2 separate regions of the Sus scrofa genome follow, and region 2 is linked to region 1. Evidence: chromatin contacts called from public Hi-C data. All regions are on one chromosome and are shown on one strand. Each heading gives the region's core, a stretch centred on a gene start, on an enhancer-like site or on the middle of the called end of the contact. The rest is flanking DNA. Distances are from core to core; before and after follow the strand shown.

The links. A called contact is a pair of places that touch in the nucleus more often than the background predicts.
Region 2: a contact with region 1 is called in a Hi-C map of heart right ventricle, with 2.7 times the contacts expected there. The contact joins the promoter of SLC25A51 here to the promoter of SHB in region 1. A contact is called at or near these places in 3 of 5 promoter capture datasets (fetal liver and liver), 20 of 47 Hi-C or Micro-C datasets (alveolar macrophages, blood, brain and 12 more) and 2 of 2 datasets of contacts at active chromatin or transcription factors (alveolar macrophages and skeletal muscle).

The regions. Positions count from the first base shown.
Region 1 is chr1:238,824,487-238,831,149 of Sscrofa11.1, reverse strand. SHB (SH2 domain-containing adapter protein B) reads left to right here and starts at 4,726. Exons shown (of 6, transcript XM_021066254.1): 1 at 4,726-6,060. The coding sequence starts at 5,350.
Region 2 is chr1:238,662,366-238,669,211 of Sscrofa11.1, reverse strand. It overlaps SLC25A51 (solute carrier family 25 member 51), which reads left to right and starts at 1,784. Exons shown (of 3, transcript NM_001258408.1): 1 at 1,784-1,876; 2 at 6,114-6,238.

The sequences.
Region 1 (6,663 bases), core at 3,477-5,976:
CCGCGTCTGTGACCTACAACACAGCTCACGGCAACGCCGGATCGTTAACCCACTGATCAAGGCCAGGGATCGAACCCGAAACCTCATGGTTCCTAGCCGGATTCGTTAACCACTGAGCCACGAAGGGAACTCCTGCTCTTGTCCATTTCACTTGCGTGAGCTCTCCAGATAAAATGTAGGACACTCAGTTAAATCTGAATTCTAAATAAACAAATACTATTTTACCATGTGTCCCCCCCCCAATATTGCAATGATGTCCATTTTTGTTGTTATTTTGATTTTTCTAAAGCTGGCAACCCTGCCCTTAAACACTTTGCCCACACAGAATGAGACACAACAAACGATCTGTCAGCTCCCATTTCACAAAGTAACACCGAGGCCCCAGAGGTCGTGTAGGAAGTCAGAAGAGAAGTTTTTGGCATAATGCTATAGCATTACAATAATAAGAACTCGGGAGGCTTGACTTCCATCCAGAGCTCTTTTCCTTCCATCACACTTAACTATGCTAAAGACACCTGGGCCCTTCTCTTGTTAGGAGGCTATTGCCTGGAGGTGACTTCAAAGGGGTCAGTATGATTTACATCCTCTGCTCCTGTCCCAGTCCTCCACCCCCTTCCTACTGCTGCTGGTATCACAGAGGCTGTCCTGGGCTATGGCCATTCTCAGGGCCGAATCGTTAGTTAATGGCCACCTCGGGGAGGAAGTGGGCTGGAAGTGCCACCAGCCAGATACAGCTGTGAGCAAGAGCCCATAATTGGGTAACACGAGGACAAGTGGGATTTGGCACAGGCAAATGACAGGCAAAGCATGTTGGGAGAGGCCCACTTAATTCACAGAGACACTTGGAATTAGTTGTAAATTCTCTGGGAAGAGATCAAGGCAGCAGCATAAACAGCTCAATTAAACTGTCGGCTCAATGTTCAATGCACAGTAATGGTCAAAACACAGCCTTTAATCTAGATATAGAGGATTATCTTTCGACCAGTAATGAGATTCCTAAGATTAGTTGTACCTGAGGTAGAGGGAACAACAAAGCTGGCTCAGCAACACCACAATGGGCTTGCATTTCAGCGTGCCAGGGACTTGATTGAAAGGGGCTACCTGGACGCCACAGCCTTCCTGGAGGTCCCTCCGGATGCTGGGAAGACAGGGATGAATCTCATTCTGCTTCCTCCGAAGAAGAGGCACGTCTAGGAATAGGACCTCTGAACTGGCTGCTGTCTTGTGAGAGAAGCAGGGAAATGGGCAAGAGACACCTGCAATGATACGGACAAGAGATGGAGTTGCACCAGGATGGAAGCAGTGGAGGTGGCGAAACATGGTAGGACTGTGTATACTCTTTGCTGATGTGCTGCATGGAATAGGAATTAAAAAAAAAAAAAAATCTCAAGGATGACTGAGGGTTTTGCTTCAGATCTTCAATGAAGATTAATGACTCACAAATTTATGCTTCCAGCTCAGACTCCTAGGCTGGTACATAGCAAGGGACTGACATTAACAGTTGATGGGCTGAAGTGAAAAGTAGACAAATCTGTCAGGTTGGTGGCACCCTTTTCCCAGGCCTTTACCAATGGCATAGCCTACCTCCAGATACTGGAAGTGCAGAGAAAAGAGTTGCCATTTACCCACCTTCGTCTAAAGTGAGAAGATGAGACAGGGCAGAAACAGAAATGGGACCACAGACAACCCTTCCAATAAGAAAATCAGGGACAACAGGCAGGATATAAAAGTTTTTTTTTGTTGTTGTTGTTGTCTTTTTAGGGCCACACCCCATGGCATATGGAGGTTCCCAGGCTAGGGGTCTAATCGGAGCTGTTGCTGCTGACCTACACTACACCACAGCTCACGGCAACGCTGGATCCTTAACCCACTGAGTGAGGCCAGGGATCGAACCCGCAACCTCATGGTTCCTAGTCGGATTCGCTTCTGCTGTGCCACAATGGGAACTCTAGTATATAAAAGTTAAAAGTGCCGAGAATGATGGGCAAAGTGTTGGGTTTGTGATGTCAAAGATACTGAATGCCAATCCCAGCCATGCCTCTTGATTCGATCTCTTCCCTTCACTGGTCCCAGTTTTCTCTCTGTGAAATGGGGTGGCTGGCTTTCTGAAAAGTCTGTCCAGCTCTAACCATCTATAGAGCTCTGATCTTTTTCTTACAAGTCCCTGTCTCCTCTAACCACTTGACACACTGCTTTTCCAACATTGTCTTTAGGGAACTTTTCTGCTTCCTTTCAGAATGATTATTTCTGACTCTGAGTCTTATAAGATGTCTCTACTAGTTCCCAAAGGAAAACACCCATATGTTTTTTGTTTTTTTTTTTCTTGCCTGCTTGAAATAAATACTACCTTAGGCCAGTTACCCCATCTGTAAACTGGGAATAATACCAGATTGTAGGGATGCTGAGTAGGGTTAATTACATACAGAACGTGTAGGGGTTGAGCAGATACACAAGCGCTCTGGAAGCTTTTGGCATAATGCTATAGCATTACAATAATTTTGGCTTGCAAATTATACCCCAGCAGAGGCATCACATGGAAAAGTGGGTCCGACCCTATGGCCCGCTGAAAGTGAAATGGAAAAAATAAGTTGTGAAGTATTACTTCTCTTCCTAAACCTTTGGAAAAGGCAGAGATAACACTTCCATGTGCAACCAACATGCAGGGAACACGTTTCCAGATCTTGGAGAAGAATTTCTTGCCCATGGTCACCTGGCCTGTTACTAGGGTCTGGCCATTCTTCCTGAACCTAGAAGCAGAGATGGGAAGGGAGGGAGCAAGGGAGGAATGGTGGTTGGTGGAAAAGGAAAGGTGGGGCTCAAAATGAGGACGTCCTCCCTTTTCAGGTTTTCTATTCGAGCTTCCCTTATTTGCAGGATAATTAAGTGCTTATACAGTAGAGGAATGATTTAAAGGATAATTTGAGATAGTTAAGTCCAGGGACACCTGAAATAAACATCTTGGCCCAGGTCAACTTCTGGGCCTTCTCTCCCCCAAGACACACCACACCACACACACACACACACACACACACACACACACACACACCCCCTCCACATCCTAGATTATTTCCTGTGAACTTCTAAATAAGTAGATCTCAGGCAATGAAGAGGCTGAGTAGTTGGTAATGGTGTCTGTGACTGTCTGGGTCACATAGTGGGTTTGTAAAATTTAACTGGCTCATGGAAGATGACAGTCCTGTCTAACCAGAGGGAAACAGCAAATAGCTTGATCCCGAAGGGACAATTTGCAGTCAATACCATTGCATCACTGTGTGTCGCTGAGTGGACAGAGCACAAGCTTTGGAGTAAGACCCAAATTGGAGTTCCGGTTCTGGCACTACCCCCTCTGTGGCCTCAGGCAGAGGAAGAGTCAACAACTTTCCGGTCCTCCTTGTCCAGGAGCCTCAGACTGAGAGTTTGACCTCCACCTCCAGTCCTGACCAAAAGAGCCAGTGGCCTTGCTCCCTGGTTTTTCAGGTGCCAATTTTCCTATAGGATATAGGAAAAAGTAGATTCTCCCAAAGCCCATCTGTAATGTACATGTTGCAAGTGGAGATAATTAATGATTTGGACAACCATCCTAATAAATCAGCATTTTTAGAGAATTTCTCAGATCTCAGTTCTTACCCATCAGGGTATGTCATATTCTGGGGCTTGACCAGCCAAATTCAAAGGAGCTCTAGTGCATTTACTTCCTTTCCAGGCAGTTCTTCAGTCTCTGGAGAGCGTATCTGCCTCCCAGGGAAAGCTTCACTGAGCATGATATGCCCCTGACTCGACCATGATATGCCCCTGACTCGACCTCAGTTTCCTCATTTTAATAATCAAAGAACGATGGGAAATGACACAATTTCGGCACCATCAGACTACTTAGCTGGCATTCAGGCCCACCTGGGTGACCTTGCTCTGAGCCTCAGTATCTCCATCATGTAAAGTGAGAGCCCTGGATTAAACGGAGCCTTGCCAGCTCCTACAACTTTAGGCATTAAATGTTCCAACAGTTCATTCTGCCAAGCTGGCTGTGAGCTGGGTTAAAGCCATGGCTTCCTCAGAAGTGAAAAGGTAAGCAAACATTTCGACCTCTCAGGTTGGCTCTCCCATTGGTGCGGAGCCGGGCCCCTGCCACCTATCCTGGCTGCATCCTTCATCTGGATTGCTAAAACACTTATTAGCATAAAGATTTTTTCCGATGATCTGGCACAGGGGGAGGAACGGGAGTCTTCGTGTCTTTAAGCAGGGGATAGGCACCCTGTTCCTAAGGGGCCTTGGCACCGCATTTCCTCCAAGTGGATCAAGCTGTTAACTAAAAATGTCCCATGTCCCCAACAGTGGGGATCCCTGCGTAGCATGGCGCGTGGATCTCAAGGGAGGGTTTGGCTTCTGCGCACAGCAGGCTCAGGCTGGCAACCTCTCGCCCTAGGCGGCGGCGGGCCGCGAGTGAGGCGGGGTTGGCTGCGCCGCAGGACCCCGGCGCCCTCAGGCGCGACCCGGGGACTGGCGCCGAGGCGGCCGCGGGAGGTGGCGCTTGCTGAAAGGGAGAGAAGTACTCCAGCCGAGGACCTGGGCGCTAGCGGGGTAGGGCCAGGGCCGAGGTCTGGCAGCAGGGCTGGTGGGGGTGGGCGGGGCGGGGCCTGCGGGGGCGGGCTGGGGGCGGGGCGCGCACAAGCCCGGGGAGGGCGGGGCCGCGGCGCGGGGCGGGCTCTGGCGGACAGAGTGTCACACACGCGGCGGTTCGGGAGGCGGCGACAGCGGCAGCGGCAGGCGCCGCCGGGACGGGCACGGGCGCGCGGGCTCGGGCGGGCGCCGGCTGCCTCCCTCCCTCCCTCCCTCCGTCGCTCGCTCGCTCTCCCGCCTGCTTGCTTGCCGGCCGGGGGCCGGGCTCACCCCACCACTCTTGGGAAGGAAGAAAGGGGCGGGGGGACCGAGGAAGCCGACAAGTTCCCGCAGCAGCGGCGGATCCCGGCCAAGGCGGAGCCTGCGGCTCCGACGGGACAGGAGCGCGCTCCGCGGCGGAGCGCACTGCCAGAGCGTCCGAGGAGGGGGGCGTCTGGGCCTTTCGCTCTCCTTGGGGCCGGGGCCGGGATCCCATGAGACGCGCCCGCGAGGGGCGAGAGATCCGAAGCCCAGGAGGCGCGCGGCGGAGGCGGAGGGCGGTGCTGCAGCTGCCGGAGCCCGGGAGCGGCCGGCAGGAGGCGGCGGAGAGAACTTGAACTTGGCGTCGGGAGCAGGCGCCCCGGACGCCCCTCGCCGGGGCCGGGGCGCCGTGGGACCTGGGAGGCAGCGCTGCCCCCCGAATGGCCGCGGCGGCGGACCGGGCTCCCGCGCCGCGGCCCTAGGCGGCCTCTCGCCATGGCCAAGTGGCTGAACAAGTACTTCAGCTTGGGCAACAGCAAGACCAAGAGCCCCCCACAGCCGCCGCGGCCAGACTACCGCGAGCAGCGGCGCCGGGGCGAACGGCCCTCGCAGCCCCCCCAGGCCGTGCCGCAGGCCCCCGCGGCCGCCTCGGCGTCCTGCGGTACGGCCGCCGCCTCCTGCTTCTCGGCCTCGTCCGGGTCTCTGCCCGACGACAGCGGCAGCACGAGCGATCTCATCCGTGCCTACCGCGCACAGAAGGAGCGCGACTTTGAGGACCCCTACAACGGGCCCGGCTCGTCGCTGCGCAAACTGCGAGCCATGTGCCGCCTGGACTACTGCGGCGGCGGGGAGCCGGGCGGGGGCCAGCGCGCCTTCTCGGCCTCGTCCGCGTCGGGCGCCTCGGGCTGCTGCTGTGCCTCCTCCGGCGCGGGCGCCGCCGCGTCCTCGTCCTCGTCCTCTGGCTCCCCGCACCTCTACCGCAGCAGCAGCGAACGGCGGCCCGCCACGCCGGCCGAGGTGCGCTACATCTCCCCCAAGCACCGGCTCATTAAGGTGGAGAGCGCCGCGGGCGGTGCCGGAGACCCCCCGGGGGGTGCCTGCTCCGGCGGCCGCACTTGGAGCCCGACGGCCTGCGGAGGCAAGAAACTGCTCAACAAGTGTGGCGCCTCGGCGACGGAGGAGAGCAGTGCCGGCAAGAAGGACAAGGTAAGGCGCCCCTCGGCCTCACCCGAGCTTCCAGAGCCACTGTGCGCACGGGGAAACTGAGGCACCGCTCTAGTTTCCAGTGCTTACATATGTTTCAGGCTAGGACCCTGGGGTCAGGGTTCCCACGCTGCTTCCCAGTTTTACATCCTTGCACGCGCTTTGCCCCCAGTCGTCGGCCTCCTGACACAGTCTCTTTTGCTGCTGCTCCCAAAACGTCCTCTCTCTCAGCCCACAGCCAGGTAACCACTTCGAAAGTAATCTGACGAGAGCGCCCTGCCCAACCTTGACCAAGAGACACCCATCCAGCTCCTTAGCAACCCCCGCCCCCGAAAAAAGTCAGAGAGAGCTGTCACGGACTTGAAAGAGCGTTTACTCTTGACCACCCTCTCTCTCCCCGCCTCCCCCCGATTCTGTAGATGGGAAACTGAGGTCCAGAGCCAGCAAGGAACTCGCCAGATATCCGGCTGTCTCTAAACGGATATATGTAAATCCCTCTAAATGCCCCGCCCTGCCCCACCCCCCCGCGCCAGGTTTCCCAATGGGGCGGCCTTTTGTACTGGAGCTGCACCGGGATGCCCCACGCGTGCTTTTCCGGCCTGAAAT
Region 2 (6,846 bases), core at 535-3,034, 160 kb after region 1:
AACAGAGGTTTTGACCTCCAACATTCATATGCCCAAGAAGAGCCAAATAAGCATGTAGGAGGGTTCTGACAAGGAACCCAGTGCTGGAGGGGCAGGGGCCTGCGCTGTGACCTACAGCATAAAAGAAACAGACTGGCTGGGCTCCAGACATGAGTGTTCCTATCAGCTTGGGATTTCCTGACTCTTTTGAGTCTTTTGTGCCCCAATTGTGTGTTTAATTTCAATCTCTGCCTCCTCTTCGGGTTTTACCCTAGGAGAAGAACCTCTCCATTCTAATTTGAAATGAATTATTTATGCTTATGAACACACTGGCTGCCTGCCTGGTTTATTTATTTTTTGAATAATACAGCTGATTAGGGATTCACACAAGACAGGGCAAACATAATTCCAACGTAAATGCCCTTCCCCAACTGCTGCCCAATTTTTAATCACTCCAAACTACTGTGTGGCCTGGTCATTATCCTGTGGAGCCTGAAATCTATCCCCGAACCCTAATCAGATGCCCGGTGCCTGCACTTGAAAGTCAAGATCTGCCCTATCAGACCTCACCACCTGTCCTTGACAACCTTATCTCTTGCCACTATGAGTTTCTCCACTCATCCAAATTCCATTCATTCATCCTCCAAGGCCCAGTTCAAACGCCTCCACCCTGTGAAGCCCGTCCTGGTTGTCCCTTAAGGGAAGAAGCCCCTCATGCATATAAACTTCCAGAGTTTTTGTTTTTATATCCTTACTTGGATTCTAAGTTCCCCCCAAGAGAGTTCAGGTGAGGACGATGGCACACAGTAGGTACCTCTGGAGAGTGTGTGGTGAAATTAGGTAGCATGGTTTCCCACACCCCAAGAAGCTGTTTATCAGGCCAGCTCAGGCAAACTGGACACAATTTTGGAGTCAATATCTACAAAATGCTCTCAGGGGAAGTGACCAGGGAGAGCCATCAACCTATACCCATACCCTGACCAGTGTTTCATGCCAGGTGAGTTGCCTATTTGACAAACCCCACTTAAAGAGCATACACCTCACAGATCTGATGAGCCTCCTGTAGAGCCTCACTCTCCTTCAACGCCTCACATCTGCGTGCCTTCCAGTATATAAGGTAGAGTCAGATCATTGCTCCCAGTGCTTGTTACAGGGGCCAAGGGCTGCATGTAAGGCAGGTGTTACTTTTCAGGATCTGGGGCTCAGAGACATGTCCAAAGTCACTCCCAGGAAGGGTCAGGACTATGATTTGACTTATGCCTCTTAATTCTCAGTGCAGTGGCATTCAATGCGTGCAAGTTGTTTGAGGTTGAAAGGAAACAGGGTTTTTAAATGACTTGTATAGTCTAAAGCACACACAGGTGTTCTGTGACCTGCAGTAATAGCAGCTGACAATATGCCACTCCGAGGGTTCAATGAAAGCTAACCAAGGCTACAAGGGGAGGGAGGCGGAGACTTTCAAGGCCTCAGCAAAGGCGCGCTTGCAACCCACAACTGTCAGTACCCAGGGGTCCTCCCGGCTACCAAGCACTAGAGAACGCGTTGGCTGTTTCTGGTACGGCAAGGCCACCGTAGGGCACCCACGGTATGGCATTCCATCCAGCGGAATCTCAAAGCCCTACGACAGATGTGATGGGTGACCCCCCAAGTGCCTTCGCTCGCCGCACAGCTGCCAGGGGTGGGCAGGCGTCCCCTCACCCTCCGCAGGTTTAGAGGGAGGCAGCGCGGCGTAGTCTCCCTCACGTGACCGGGCTCGGCAGCGTCCAGCGCGTCACGCCCCGCCCCGAGCTCTGGGGTCGGTCAATGTCTGCGCCTGCGCCGGCGCCGGCTGGGCTCGCGGGCTGGCCTACCTGCGGGCGGGCGGCTACCGGGCGCGGAGCCGGGCCCGCGGCGATGGGTGAGTGTGGGAGGCGGGTGAGAGGGAAACGCGGGGCTCCCCCGGCCTCAGCAAGGAGTGCCTGGAAGCACGAAGGAGGGTCCGAGGAGGCCGTCTGCCGCGTCCTCTGGCCCACCTACCCCTCAGCGCGCGCGCGCGCACTGCGTCCCCTCCGCCCCACGGCGCGCCCCGCCACTGCCGCTCGTGCCCTCCCGGGTGGGGCCTGCAGCCGCAGGGGCCGGCGGCCGCCGGGTTTCGCTGAGCCAGGGGCGCTGTCCGGCTGCCGGAAAGAGCTTTTCCGGTGGAGGAGGCAGCGCGCTCTTTTGGGCGCGCCTGGGGCGGGGAGGTGCCTTCTGCCGCGCACCTAGAGCGGGGCGGGAAGGGTTCTTGCTTTGCCTGCGCGGGAGGGGAGCGGCGCCGGCACTGCGAATGGGCCCCGGACCCCTTATTCTGTCCGGTGTCAGAGACGGAAGGGGCTTTGGCGAACCCACCACCCTCCCCTCCCTCTTATCACACACTGGGGAAATGGACGCCTGGAGAATGGTAAGTTCAGCCGCACAACCAGACAATGCTTATTCTGCGACACCATGTTGCTTCGCGTTGTAGGAAACTTGTAGTACGAGGCTTTTTTTTTGGTCTGGTGGTGGTGATGGGATTATGTTGTTAATTGTAAATTTGTACCAATTATTGGGTATTAAGCTTATCTAAGTGGGGCGTCTTAAAGGCTATATTTACCCTTTTTTTGGCCCTATAACTGTATACAGCTGGTCTTAATCCCCACCTTCTGTTTCACTACGTGCAAGCTGTGAAACAGAAGCCCTTAGAGTAACGGTAGTGACCTTGCCAATCTGAGCTTCCTCTGTACTTGTTTTTGAAAGGGTTCCGTGAAAGCAAAAGGTTCTAGGACTGGTTAGGTCCGCGGGTGATTTCAGAGCACAGGTTAGGCGTTTTGGATCTGGAGTCACCTTGAGTGCATCTCAGGCAAAGATCACAAGCAGTCTCTTTAAAAAGCAGTGGACTTACCTGGTCTTTCCTTTGGTAGATTAAGCCCAGAGAAGTGGATTTTTAAATCATAGACATTGCTTTAAATTTATAGTGGCAAGATAGTGACCACTGGATCCCAGGTTTATCTTATGTGAATGCTGACTCAGACCTGCTGACTTGTAGGAGTTAACATCCTTGGAGAATTACAGTTGCCTTCTCCGTAGTTTTTGTACAAAGACCTTTGTGCTGGGTTCACAACTGTGTCTTATCCATGTGGGCTATAAATTATGGTGAGCATTTAGATTACACTGTTTTCTTTTACCATAAAAGTTTGACACTTGGAGTTGCTTGAAAGTCATCTTGATTAACTTTGCCTCCTTATGCTGACATAGGTCGAGTGTTTTAGGTAGCAGGCAATGTAAAATTATGGTATATATATGTTGCAATAAATTGGAGTGAATTATCCATGTTAAAGAATTTAAATATGTAGATCAGTTTAGCAAAGAAATTTAGTCATGTTCAAGTATAAATATACAAAATTTTTAATTTCATCGCTACAGAATACTCTGTACACTATCCTTCCTTCTCCTGGCTAAATTAAGAACCTGTTTACACTATCTCCTTATCTAGGAAGAAATGAGAGGGAAAGCTTTAAATCTGTAAAGTCCAGAAGGGTTTCATTGCATTCCTTTTCCCTATGTCAAGGCCTAGTTTTAAAAATCTGAGACCCTAAATGTACAATAATGTTCTTTAAATTCCTTAAAGTAGTTAATTGCAGTGGTCAGTAAATGACTGGCTGGGAGTTCCTCTGTGGTGCAGTGGGTTAAGGACCTGGCATTGTCCCCACAGACAGTTGGGTTGCTGCCGTGGCGAAGGTTCAGTCCCTGGTCCCGGAACTTCCATATGCTGCAGGTATGGCCAAAAAAAAAAAAAAAAAAAAAAAAATTTGCTAACTTCTGTTAGTCACAACTTTCTATTTGTTGAGTAACAGTCCCCATTATCACAAAGGATCATGACAAAACTAGTAGAAGTCACTTTAATTTGCAAAATTTTGGAAAGTAATGCAGGTACCATTCCAATAAAAATTAAAAGTGAACATGGACAAAATTTTATTGTTCAAGTGTGCAAATAACTTGGTTTGTGTTAACAAGGAACATATTGTTAAGCAGCTTTTAAATGTTATGTGTTTGGTGTGTAAAAATGAAATTTTTTTATGTTTGTAAATGTCTCAGTGAGTTAGGAATAGTCACATAGATCTGAATATTTTTGTTGATTTTAACATGGTTTAGTCCTGAAACTCTGAAGAAGAGCAAAACATTATGTAGATACAAAGTATTTCTGTGCTGTTGTTTTGTAAATTTTTATTTTTGGCCACACCCTTGGCATATGGAAGTTCCTGGACGAAGGATCTAGTCCAAGCTGCAGCTGCAACCTACACCACAGCTGTGGTGATGCCAGACCCTTAACCTGCTGCACTACAGCAAGAAATCCATTAAACTGCTTTTTTTTTTATTTTTTATTTTTAGGGCCACACCTGAGGCATATGGAGGTTCCCACGCTAGGGGTCAAATCAGAGCTATAGCTGCCGGCCTACACCACAGCCACAGCAATGCAGGAAGCAAGCGAGCCACATCTGCGAACTACACCCACAGTGCACAGCAACGCCAGATCCTTAACCCACTAAGCGCGGCCAGGGATCTAACCCACATCCTCATGGTTCCTAGTTAGATTTGTTTCTGCTGTGCCACAAGGGGAACTCCAGGACAATTTTTCTTTGACTGAAAATGCCATTGGCTCCTTTAATTGCTTAAGAGCACAAAATGTAACGGGTCTGTTTTAAACAAATTTAAAAGCTATGGGTTTCTTTCTTTCTTTTTTTAAATTCTCCTTAAGTCAGATTTATGCACACCCACAAAAATTGTGTGTGAAGGACAGCCATCAAAAGGAGTTGTGTCCTAAGGAAAGAAAAAAAAGAGTTGTGTCCTGAATTAAGGGAAACAGCTGCTGAAGCAGGAGTTAGCACAATTAGTCAGTAATAGGTAATCAGGTTTAAAAATTGAGTCTTCTAAAATGCTCCATGGCACAATGCTAATACTACATAAAATACTTCAGATATGAAGAGGAAAGTCTGTACAGATTTTAGCAAAAAGGCTTTTCTAGAAAAGCAAGTCAAAATAACATGATTGGCAAGTCAGGCCACAACTAGATATCAGAGCTACAACTTCTCATATTGGTGCTAGAAAATCCTCTTTATCCTGGATGGACTAAAAGTTCAAAACAAAACAGAATTTTTTTTTTTTTTTTGCCACACCCACAGCATGTGGAATTTCCTGGGCCAGGGATTGAACCCACACCACAGCAGGGACAAACCTGGATCCTAAACTCGCTGAGCCACTAGGAGACTCCAAAACAGAAACACTTTACATGTTTACTTCTTTTTTCAAAGTCTCAGTTTCTTTTCCTGTCACCATGTATTTCATCATGATACAGCAGAAAGATGGGTTCTTTTAGAAGTGGCTGTTTTTTCTTTCTGTGGTAAGACTGTTACAGAGCCTGGATGCTTCAGGCTCATATGCATCTGTGACCAGTGTCTTGCTGTGGTTAAAAACTTAGCAATAGCTTAGCTGTCTGCTGCTGCTTTGTCCCTTCAGTGATGAAGGTCAGCTTCAGGGTTATTTGTCATTGAACCTTTATAGACTGGAGGGTAGTCAGGATCCATTCCTATAGCATCTTTCCTGTGGCTGCGAGAAAGATGCTCTTCTCCTGAGTGTAAATTAAGGTTATGCTCTGATGCACAAGCCTGAACTGGCTAGGACTCTGGAATGGGTGCGTGTCATGCCAAATCAAAGCCACAGTGGTAAAGAAGTAGGAGGTGGTACAGATGGTAAAGTGGCTGCCACTAAGACCCAAATTCTCCATAGAATGTCTTAAAAAGTAATAATAAAGGTTTTGCTTAAAAGAGAATACATAGCCTTAAAATCTCATCATGAAACAATAAATGAAAATAACATATTTCCTTTTTAAGAGATTAGTATAAACTCAAAGGAGAAATGAGATGATAAAGAGGAAAAATTTAAAAACCGAAAAGTGGTAAAATTGGTAAATTCAAGAGCTGAGTCTTGGCTGGGATGAGAGGAAAGTAATTTAGGTAAACCTGCTATGCTGCTCAAGAAAAAAGTGAACATAACACATAAGATTAGAAGTTTTTTTTTTAAACAGCAAGTGCATTATAAGACGATATTTGTATTAACCAGACTTTTTTTTTTTTTTAAAGGAAATACAGTTATCAAAGTTGACTCCTGAAGAGAGAACCTAACAGACCATTAACAATGGAAGAAATTGAGAAAGTTATCAAAATGCCACCATCCCCCAAAACACCAGGTCCAGATGGCGTTTCAGGTGAATTCTTTTAACTTTCAAGAAAAAGATAATTATGTTAAGATTTAAATTGTTCATCAGCATAAAGAACGAAAAAATGACAGATTTCTTTTACAAAGCCAATGGAACATTGACACCTGAACTTGATGTGAAGATAGTACCGAAATTGGAAGCTTGGTATGTTATGAAAAGTGGTGTGAAATTTTAAAATAAGCTATTAGCAAATTTCTTTTAATGGTACATTAAAGGAATATTTCTCTCTGGCCAAGTAGGATTCATCCCTCTGTTGCAAGGGTGAGTAATTACCAAGAAATATGCTTATGTACACACCAAATAAATACATCAAAAAATGCACGGTAATAATAGTTCATCTTTGTTGAACCACCTACTATGCTGTAGACTGCTTTCCTGGGTGCTTTACCTGTATTAATTAATTGGCTGGCCTCTGGGGTAGATAATATCCTTAATTTATAAATGAGGAAACTAAGCCATGGAAACCTCTAGTAACTTGCTGGAGGTCACACAGTGTGATGGAGCCAGGATTTGAACCCTGGCATTTAGCTCTGTCAAGTTTACACTGTCTCTGTGTCCAGTGTCTGTATGATCTTCTGAGTAGCTTCCTAAAAGCA